Linked DNA regions of Mus musculus: region 1 is linked to region 2. Evidence: chromatin contacts called from public ChIA-PET data. All regions are on one chromosome and are shown on one strand. The core of a region is the stretch at or near the end of the contact, and the rest is flanking DNA. Distances in the headings are between cores, read along the strand shown. Region 1 holds the start of Zfp638 (zinc finger protein 638). Region 2 holds the start of Loxl3 (lysyl oxidase-like 3).

Region 1 (4,248 bases), core at 491-2,990, 880 kb after region 2:
TGATGGGAAAGTGCAGAGCATAACTGAAGCTCTGGCTGGAACAATCCTCGAGACTGGACCAATTGAGCTAGCTGTCTGCTGCCAAGCGTGTACCTAAAGCCTTATGGGGGGTTCCCTATGATCTGTTGACTGAGGGAGAGAAGTCTAGGACCTGGCTTACTGGCAGTCCTGAACATTATACCTGCACCACCAAGAAGTGGACAGCTGCAGCATTACAACTCCTTTCTGGATTGTAGTTCATTCCAGAGTCCATATAGACCCATTAAACGTTGTGCTTCTTTCTGGATGGTGGGAGGATCCAGGTACAGTAACTTACCTTTCACCTTGGAAGGAATATCTCTGCTTGCTCCACACCACTGGACTCCTAAAAATTTCACCGAGGAGGATGGTTCTTTAATTTTTATTTTTTTTAATTTGTAATTTCTTGTTTTTTTGTTTGTTTGTTTGTTTTTTTTGTTTTGTTTTTTTTTGTTTTTTGTTTTTTTTTTCAAGACAGGGTTTCTCTGTGTAGCCCTGGCTGTCCTGGAACTCACTCTAGACCAGGCTGGCCTCGAACTCAGAAATCCACCTGCCTCTGCCTCCCAGGTGCTGGGATTAAAGGCAGTTCACCACTGTCCTGCAGTCCTTTAATTTTTTTGAACTAGCTTATATTGGCATAACTGAGTCAATTTAAAAAGATAGAACATTGAAGAAAACAGTTAAAAAAATTTTAGCCCAATCTTTTTCATGGGTAAAATCAATCAGGATTATAGATGTTCACCACTCAGGTAGTTTATTTTTTGAATTCTGAAATGATATAAAAATTTTTCAATATTAGTCTTTTGACTTAAACTTTTTTTTTAGAATTATTTATTTATTTTATGTATATGAGTACACTGTAGCTGTCTTCAGACACACCAGAAGCAGTCATCAGATCCCATTACAGATGGTTGTGAGCCACCATGTGGTTGCTGGAAATTGAACTCAGGACCTCTGGAAGAGCAGCTAGTGCTCTTAACAGCTGAGCCATCAATCAGTTCAGCCCTTAACTTTTATTCCTTTCTAATTTCCCATTTTATTATTCTATCTATTTTGTGTTGTTTGAGACAGGGATGTGTAGCTTTGGTTGTCCTGGAACATCTTCTGTAGACCAGGCTGGCTTCTTTCCCAGATTTCTGCCTGCATCTTGCCTGTCAAGTGCTGAGATTAAAGGCCTGTACCAACACTGCACGGTGTAATTTCCCATTTAAGAGGTGGGAGATAAGGGCTGGAGAGATGGCTCAGTGGTTAGGAGCACTGACTGCTATTCTGAAGCTCACGAGTTCAAATCCCAGCAACTACATGGTGACTCACAACCATTCCTAATCTGGGGTGCCTGAAGACAGCTACAACGTACTTGGGTGTGGAGGCACACACTTATAATTCCAACAGTTGGAAGGCAGAAGCAGGTGGGATCTATGTGAGTTCAAAGTTCCAGACCTTTTCTTTAAAAAGGGGGCGATGGGAGTGAGCAGTAAAAGCGAGAATATGTTAATAAGTGAATGTTACGTTGTGATACTGAGGGAATAGTAATCAGAGAAGGCTTCATGGAAGAGAAGAGGGATGGTTTGCAGGTTCTAAAATCTTGAGTGATGTTACCCAGACCGCTGCAGGTGTAGGACCAGCCATAGCTGGCGATCGCCCCCTTCTGGCAGAGGGCGGCCTTGTCCCCCGACAGCGTCTCTGGAGAACGCGGAGCCTGAGGCACGCAGGCGCAGTGAGCGGACGAGGGCTTTAGGCGAAGATGCGCATGCGTGTAGTCCCATGGAGGCGGTAGCTGCTTCATCGCGGTGACTGGAGGCCGAGTGCTAAACTGTGTGGGGCACGGATGGGATCCAGCTGTTAGTCGGTAGGCATAGGTAGGGCCGCTGCCTTGCGGGGAGCCGGGGACTGGAAGGCAGAGGTCCTTAGCGCAGGCCCCGAGCGGTCCCTGCCAGGTCGCGGTCGACTATTGTATGTGTCGCAGCCGCTGCGTACAAGATGGCGGCGGCGGGGCGGGTGGAGCTGAGGGACCCCGGGTGGGCCTCGGCCGTGGCCTGTTTCCCCTCGCCACTCGCCGACCGCGCCGTCGCGCCGCAGTGCCCGTGGGCGCAGCCGCCGGATGCTGCTGCTCTGAGGAGGAGCGGGCGGCGCCCTCGGGGAGTCCGGCTGCCCCTTCCCCAGCGCCGCGGGTCTGCCGCTCCCCAGGCCTGACAGCTAGCGGGAAGACCGCCGCGTGCCCGAGCGCCTTTCGGAGCCCCGCGGGCCGCGTGCGCCCTTAGTCGGGCTGGAAGAGCTTCCTTGCAGGGGGCTGGGAGCGGGGTGTGCGGGCTGTTGTGGGCCAAGCGCCCCAGTGAGCACCGAAGCCGAGATTGTCGGCCCTGGGATGTCGTCGAAAATGGCGGTGACACTTCCACATTCTTAGAGGAGTCGTGAACACTGATGTGGGGATACATGCTTGTGTTGGTGTGGTTCCTAGCTTGGGGAAGAGCGGAGAGGTCTGTACACCGACTCTCATCCCCGAGGATGTGCCAGACGTCCTTTGTTGTTTGAAGTAATTGCCTATGAGGGAGTCTCAGTATTACAAAATCTTTGAGCTTGACAGTGATTGTAGCCTCGAGCTATTTAATATTAAAATTACCCTTTGGCAGTTTGGGAATTCTGGAAGGCGCACTCAATGTGAAAAGTTCTGAAGAAAAGCTTCTTACCAGGATCCACCCGACCATGTGGAGTCAATCTTTCCTAACCAGTTTGGAAATTGTTCACTCTCACATAAAATTCTCCCTCTCTTCATTTTGTGTATGATGGGTTAACTTGTTTTTCAGGGGAGTTGTGTTTACTGCTTAATTTTAGAAATTTAAAATGACAGACTGGAAAAAGATTACAAGAAAAATTAATGTAAAGCTGTTAACACAGAAAAATAAAGTTGTTTATTACATTTTTTCAAAATGTTATTAATGATTATACACTTAAGATTTAGTGGGCTCAAGCTGCTTTACAAATTTTGACTTTTATATTTCCATATTCTGTAATGTGTACTTTCATATTTGTAGAATCCAAAATGTAATATACTAAAATATGCTAGACCATTCCCCGCCTTATCATTTGTGTAGGAACCAATGGGTAAAGATAAAACAGTTGAAAGAAATTACAAAAATCTCCTTCATTTGTTTTGATTAGCTGGTTTTCAAATGTGTTCATGACACATACATAACCTTGTACATTGAATACGTTGTAGTTTTCTGCATTTGTTATGGAATGTGCTTTTTACCATAAATTCTAGTTCTAAAAAAGGTTGTCTCAGTCATCATTTTCTGGGTGTTGTAAGAGTGTTTTAAGATCTCTGAGACTTTGGTTTTTATGTAATAAATAAAAATGAGGAGTCTAATGGGCAGAGAATAGGTTTTGGAACCAAAAGTTATGGATTCAAATCCTTTTTGCTCTTATTATGTGTGAGACTTTAGTTGTTTTAGTCTTTCTGAACTTTTGTTTTCTTTTTTTTTTTTTTTTTTTTTTTAAAGATTTTTTATTTATTATTATAGTAAGTACACTGTAGCTATCTTCAGACACACCAGAAGAGGGAGTCAGATCTTGTTACAGATGGTTGTGAGCCACCATGTGGTTGCTGGGATTTGAACTCTGGACCTTCGGAAGAGCAGTCGGGTGCTCTTACCCACTGAGCCATCTCACCAGCCTCCGAACTTTTGTTTTCTTATTTGTAAACTTGCACTACTTGTTTGCCCTTTCTTTTAGTACACTGAGATCCAGTATGGAATGCTCCTATCCCTCATCATATAGATGTTTCTTTTTCTTTTTTCTTTTCTTTTTTTTTTTTTGAGACAGGGTTTCTCTGTATATCCCTGGCTGTCCTGGAACTCACTTTTTAGACCAGGTTGGCCTTGAACTCAGAAATCCGCCTGCCTTTGCCTCCCAAGTGCTGGGATTAAAGGCGTGCGCCACCTTGCCCGACTCATAGAGATGTTTCTTAATTATTTATATCAGATTTTATTTGTTTCAAAATTAACGTGACTAGGTACCATCTTCTGATAGAAAATTGTAGCCTATGGATACTTCCTCTTAACTAAAAACTGGAATCTAGATTAATAGAATTGAAAACTATCAAACTTGAAAATATTTTGCATCTATAAATTTCATATATGACTTTTATTGCACTTACCAGAATTTAGTGTAATAGTTTGTTGACTATTTATACAATATTGCTAGGTAGCACAGACTAGCCTAGAACTCATT
Region 2 (3,979 bases), core at 1,263-3,762:
TAGAGAGGTTTCTTGGAATGCACCCCTTCCCCTGCCCCAGCAGGGGTGCTGCCCAGGGGGTCTGAATATACAGAGTCCTGAGAAGGGCCTGGAGGAATTCGCAAGGAGTCTAAAGGCTCCGCATATAGGGCTGGAGGGCTGCCCAGGGGGTCCTGGGGAACAGGAGGGGGAACTGTCTTCCCCTCTGTCTCCCCATCATGGGAGTCAGTTCTGAGGATATCCTGTGCCTGGCCCACCTTTCCTTGGGCTTTCTGCTGCTGGATGGCAGCCTCAACTGCCTGAAAGATGTCATTTCCCTGAGAAGTCTGGAAGGTGAAGGTCCCAGGGCCTGAGGGGCAGCGGCGACCAGCTTCAAAGGAGAACATTACCTGAGGGGGTGGGGGAAACACGTTAGGCGTGTCATAAAAAATGAGTCACAGGCCTGACCAAGTTACTGTATCTGCACAGAAGAGACCACCTGAGAATGGAATTGTCACCTACAGCTACTCAACCTGGTAGCCCTCCCTGACGGGTCATCCTCCCAGACAGCCCCATGCACCTTGTCCCGGCCATAGCGACGCAACAGAGTGTAGGGCCAGAAAAGGAGCGGCTCCAGGATTTGACTCTGCGCACCCAAAGTCAGGAGAGTCAGCTTCTCAGCTTCCACCCTCAGTATGTAGGAGCCTTGCAAGCCGCAGCGTTCAGAAGCCTCGGTCTTCTGCGAGGTTACCCAGAACTGGGATCCTGGAAGAACACATACGAAGGAGAAGGAGCGCTGGGGCAAGTTAGGGACTCGGTTGACTCCAATCACTAGCTCCCCAAGGGCACCTCTTCAACCCACTCCATTCCTGCCAGACATCTACCTTCCCAGGTGGGGCTGTACAGCGAATTCTCCAGCATCTCCAAGGCAGAAAACTTAGGTTGGTTCTCCGTCTGCGCCAAAGCCCAGCCGCCTTTCTGCAGAAAAGGGAACATGGAAGAATTATATATAATTCTCTTGGGTCTAGGGTAGGTGCAAGAAGTCCAGTGCCTCTATAATAGCTCCATCCTCGCAGTGTCCCTTAAGCCCAGAGATGCCCACCCCCAGTCACTCACCGGAAAGGCGGTTCTGCATAAAGTCTGCACCCAGGCGGTGCTGGATACGGCGTCCGCCGCCAGCAGGTGCGAGCGCTGTGCGGTGTCCAGGCGGAAGGCAACAGCGCCGGGCTCAGGGGGACTCTCCACAGTCACCGGCACCACGCTCACACATTCAGCCAGGCGTATCATCTTGCAGTCTAGACGGCGAGAGCCGCCTCGACCCCCTCTAGAGCTCGACCCCTTGTGATCAAAGAATTCCAGCCGCGCCACGCCGTGAGGACTGGCTGGGTAAAGCACAGCCCAAGTTTTCCTCCACCTCTGGGAAAGAACGAAAGACTCGAGAGTGCGCGGTGGTAGCACGCGCCCCACAAGGAAGAAGAGACCCATGAAGGCCGATCTGAGTCTGGGGCTTCCCAGGCTGAGCTACTTTCCCAAAGATAATGGCATCCCAAGACCGCACCAAGGAGGGCACAGCCCGAGACTTTTAAGGGAACGTCTTGGGGATCTACAATTGCCCGCGCGCCGTTCCGACCTTCTTCCGGCCCCTTCCCTCTTTCTGGATTCTTTCACCCACTTCTAGTCCAGAGGGGTTTCGCCATCCCCCACGCCACAAACAAACTACCTTGGTCCCGAAGCGCTGACTCTGCAGAAAAAGCGGACCCTCCATCACAGCCCCGTCCATGGCCCAGGCGATTCCTTCCGCGCTTCCTGGCCCGGAGGGCTGGGGGCGGGGCGGGGCGGGGCGAGGCTGCAGGGTGCCGGAGGCGTGCCCGCCCCTCCCCGGCCCCTGCGGCGGTGATGGGGGAGCGGAGGGCTTGGAGGAAAACGAGCCATCAGGAAGAACTCAGGGAGAGCTCACTAAAGCCTTTATCTTTAGTGGTGCACACAGTGGCACCACTCAGGGAAGCGGTGATCACCAACCAGGGGCCCTAGTGCCTGGGGGGTGGAAGCTGAGAGTGACGACATATGTTTAACGTGACATCAGAGTGAAGGCCGTGACATCACCTGCAGGCACCTCGGGGGCGCCATAATGACCAAGGGAGCCATCGGGACAATAGTTTTCTTTGTGGGACCTTTTCTCATGGCCCAGCCCGGGAATTGGACTGGACTGTTGTTGATACTCTGTCTAGTTGGGGATGTGGAGGAACGGCTACGGGCTGGAAAGCTTCCCGTTGCCACAGGGGCCGTCCTGCTGTCCCGAAACCGTTTGCAAGTCAAGCACCCTGAATACGGCTGCCGGGCCTCCAACCTGCGGGAAAAGAAAGCTTCATTGAGCCGGGAGGAGTGGGAGGGGGTGGCGTGGCTGCAGCCAGCTCCACAGGGGAGGGGAAGATCTAGAGGAGGGAACTGGCCTGGCCGGAATGGAGGGAGAAAGCGGAATGTGGGAGGGCTCTAGGGGACGTGGGAGGGACCAACGAAGAGGGGAGAGGAAGGGGGGGTCCAGTCTCCCCTGGCCGAACACTTTTTTTCTGAGAAGTCCTGAAAGTAATCTCCAGGACCAGGACTCTGCTTCCAGCCTCTGGAGTTGTGCCTAGTCGAAGGTAGGGGAGTTACTGCTGGCCAGCGGGAAGAGGAGTTGGGGATGGAGAGGATGGTGGACCAGGAGAAACGCTGATTTGGGATGGAGTCGGGAAAGCCAACCAACTGACAGTTTTATTATTGGTCAAGGAGCGAAACAGAAGAGTGGAAAGCTGAGCAAACTGTTGGGGATGGAGGCTTCAGGGTGCAATTTGCAGGCCCTACGCTGAACACCAGGGCTTCGGAGCCAAATGCCCCCAGAACAAAGCTGTCTTGTCTGAGTTGGGGGAAGCAATGGAGGGCCCCCCTTACTGTGGAGGACTGTTTTCAGCCTCGGATAGAGAAGGCCTGAGCTGGGGAGCTAGCCCTAGCTTCTGGTTGCCCAGTGACAGAAAAAGAGGTGTTCCAGGGAGCTTGGATAACTCCATACCAAACCCTGCCCAGCTTGAAGCCTAGGTCTCCTGGAGTCCCTGACCCTGCAGCATATTTGCCAGCCCATGTGCTAGGGAGGGTGGCAGAAGGTTCTCCTACTCCGGTTAGCCTCGGCCCTTCCTGCATGGGCATCTGCCCCCATAGGAAACTGAAGAGTCTTCTCATTCATAGTGCTGAGATTTCCAGGGCTGGGCTCCCAGGCTCCCCTTGCCTGTGATGCCATCTGTCTGTCTAACTGCATGGGTCTTGCTGTCATTTCTCCTGTGCCTGCACCTTGGCTTTTATTCCCTCTCCTCATGGTTTTTGCCTCTCTGTGTCATTCCCCATTACTCTGTGCTTTGGTTTTTTTGGTTTGATTAAAACCATCTATCCATATTCAATGTGTCTCTCACCCCGTGCCTTTCTGTTTTTTCCCCTTCGTTCCCACAGTCTCCCTTCCTGTCACATCCTGTCTGGGTCGTCCTCTCTGTGTCTCTTCCCAATATCTCTGTTTACCCAACCCATCCGTAGACTCTCCATCTCTAACCCATACCCACCCCATGGATGAAAGTAAATAGAGATGATGGTGTTGGTGGTAATGATGGCCAAACCAGGGAAGGTTATGGTGGGACACTAACCACAAGTTATAAGTTTTATTATTTGCAAAGGGAAAGGAGAGTCTCCCTCGCCCCCAATCTAGGTCTCTAGGGCTGTGCCTGTTTTCTTTGTGTTCCTACCCTCATTCAGTGTGTGTGTCTCTCCTTCTCTGTCCCTTAGTGCCCCCCTCCTTGGGCCCCACCCGCCATGAGAGCTGTCAGTGTGTGGTATTGCTGCCCATGGGGACTACTGCTGCTACACTGTCTGTGCAGCTTCAGTGTGGGGTCTCCGTCTCCTTCTATCAGCCCAGAGAAGAAGGTAGGAAGCCAGGGGCTGAGGTTCCGGCTGGCTGGCTTTCCTAGAAAGCCCTATGAAGGTCGAGTGGAGATACAGCGAG

What was found. ChIA-PET counts read pairs in DNA pulled down with a chosen protein or histone mark.
Region 1: a contact with region 2 is called in an RNA polymerase II ChIA-PET map of memory CD8 T cells, with 6 read pairs. The contact joins the promoter of Zfp638 here to the promoter of Loxl3 in region 2. A contact is called at or near these places in 1 of 39 promoter capture datasets (pre-B cells) and 1 of 115 datasets of contacts at active chromatin or transcription factors (memory CD8 T cells).

What each region holds. Positions count from the first base shown.
Region 1 is chr6:83,912,613-83,916,860 of GRCm38.p6, forward strand. It overlaps Zfp638 (zinc finger protein 638), which reads left to right and starts at 1,741. Exons shown (of 27, transcript NM_001355286.1): 1 at 1,741-1,867.
Region 2 is chr6:83,031,693-83,035,671 of GRCm38.p6, forward strand. It overlaps Loxl3 (lysyl oxidase-like 3), which reads left to right and starts at 2,513. Exons shown (of 14, transcript NM_013586.5): 1 at 2,513-2,597; 2 at 3,763-3,979. The coding sequence starts at 3,790. It overlaps Dok1 (docking protein 1), which reads right to left and starts at 1,779. Exons shown (of 5, transcript NM_010070.4): 1 at 1,679-1,779; 2 at 1,075-1,374; 3 at 843-936; 4 at 539-723; 5 at 1-368. The coding sequence starts at 1,738.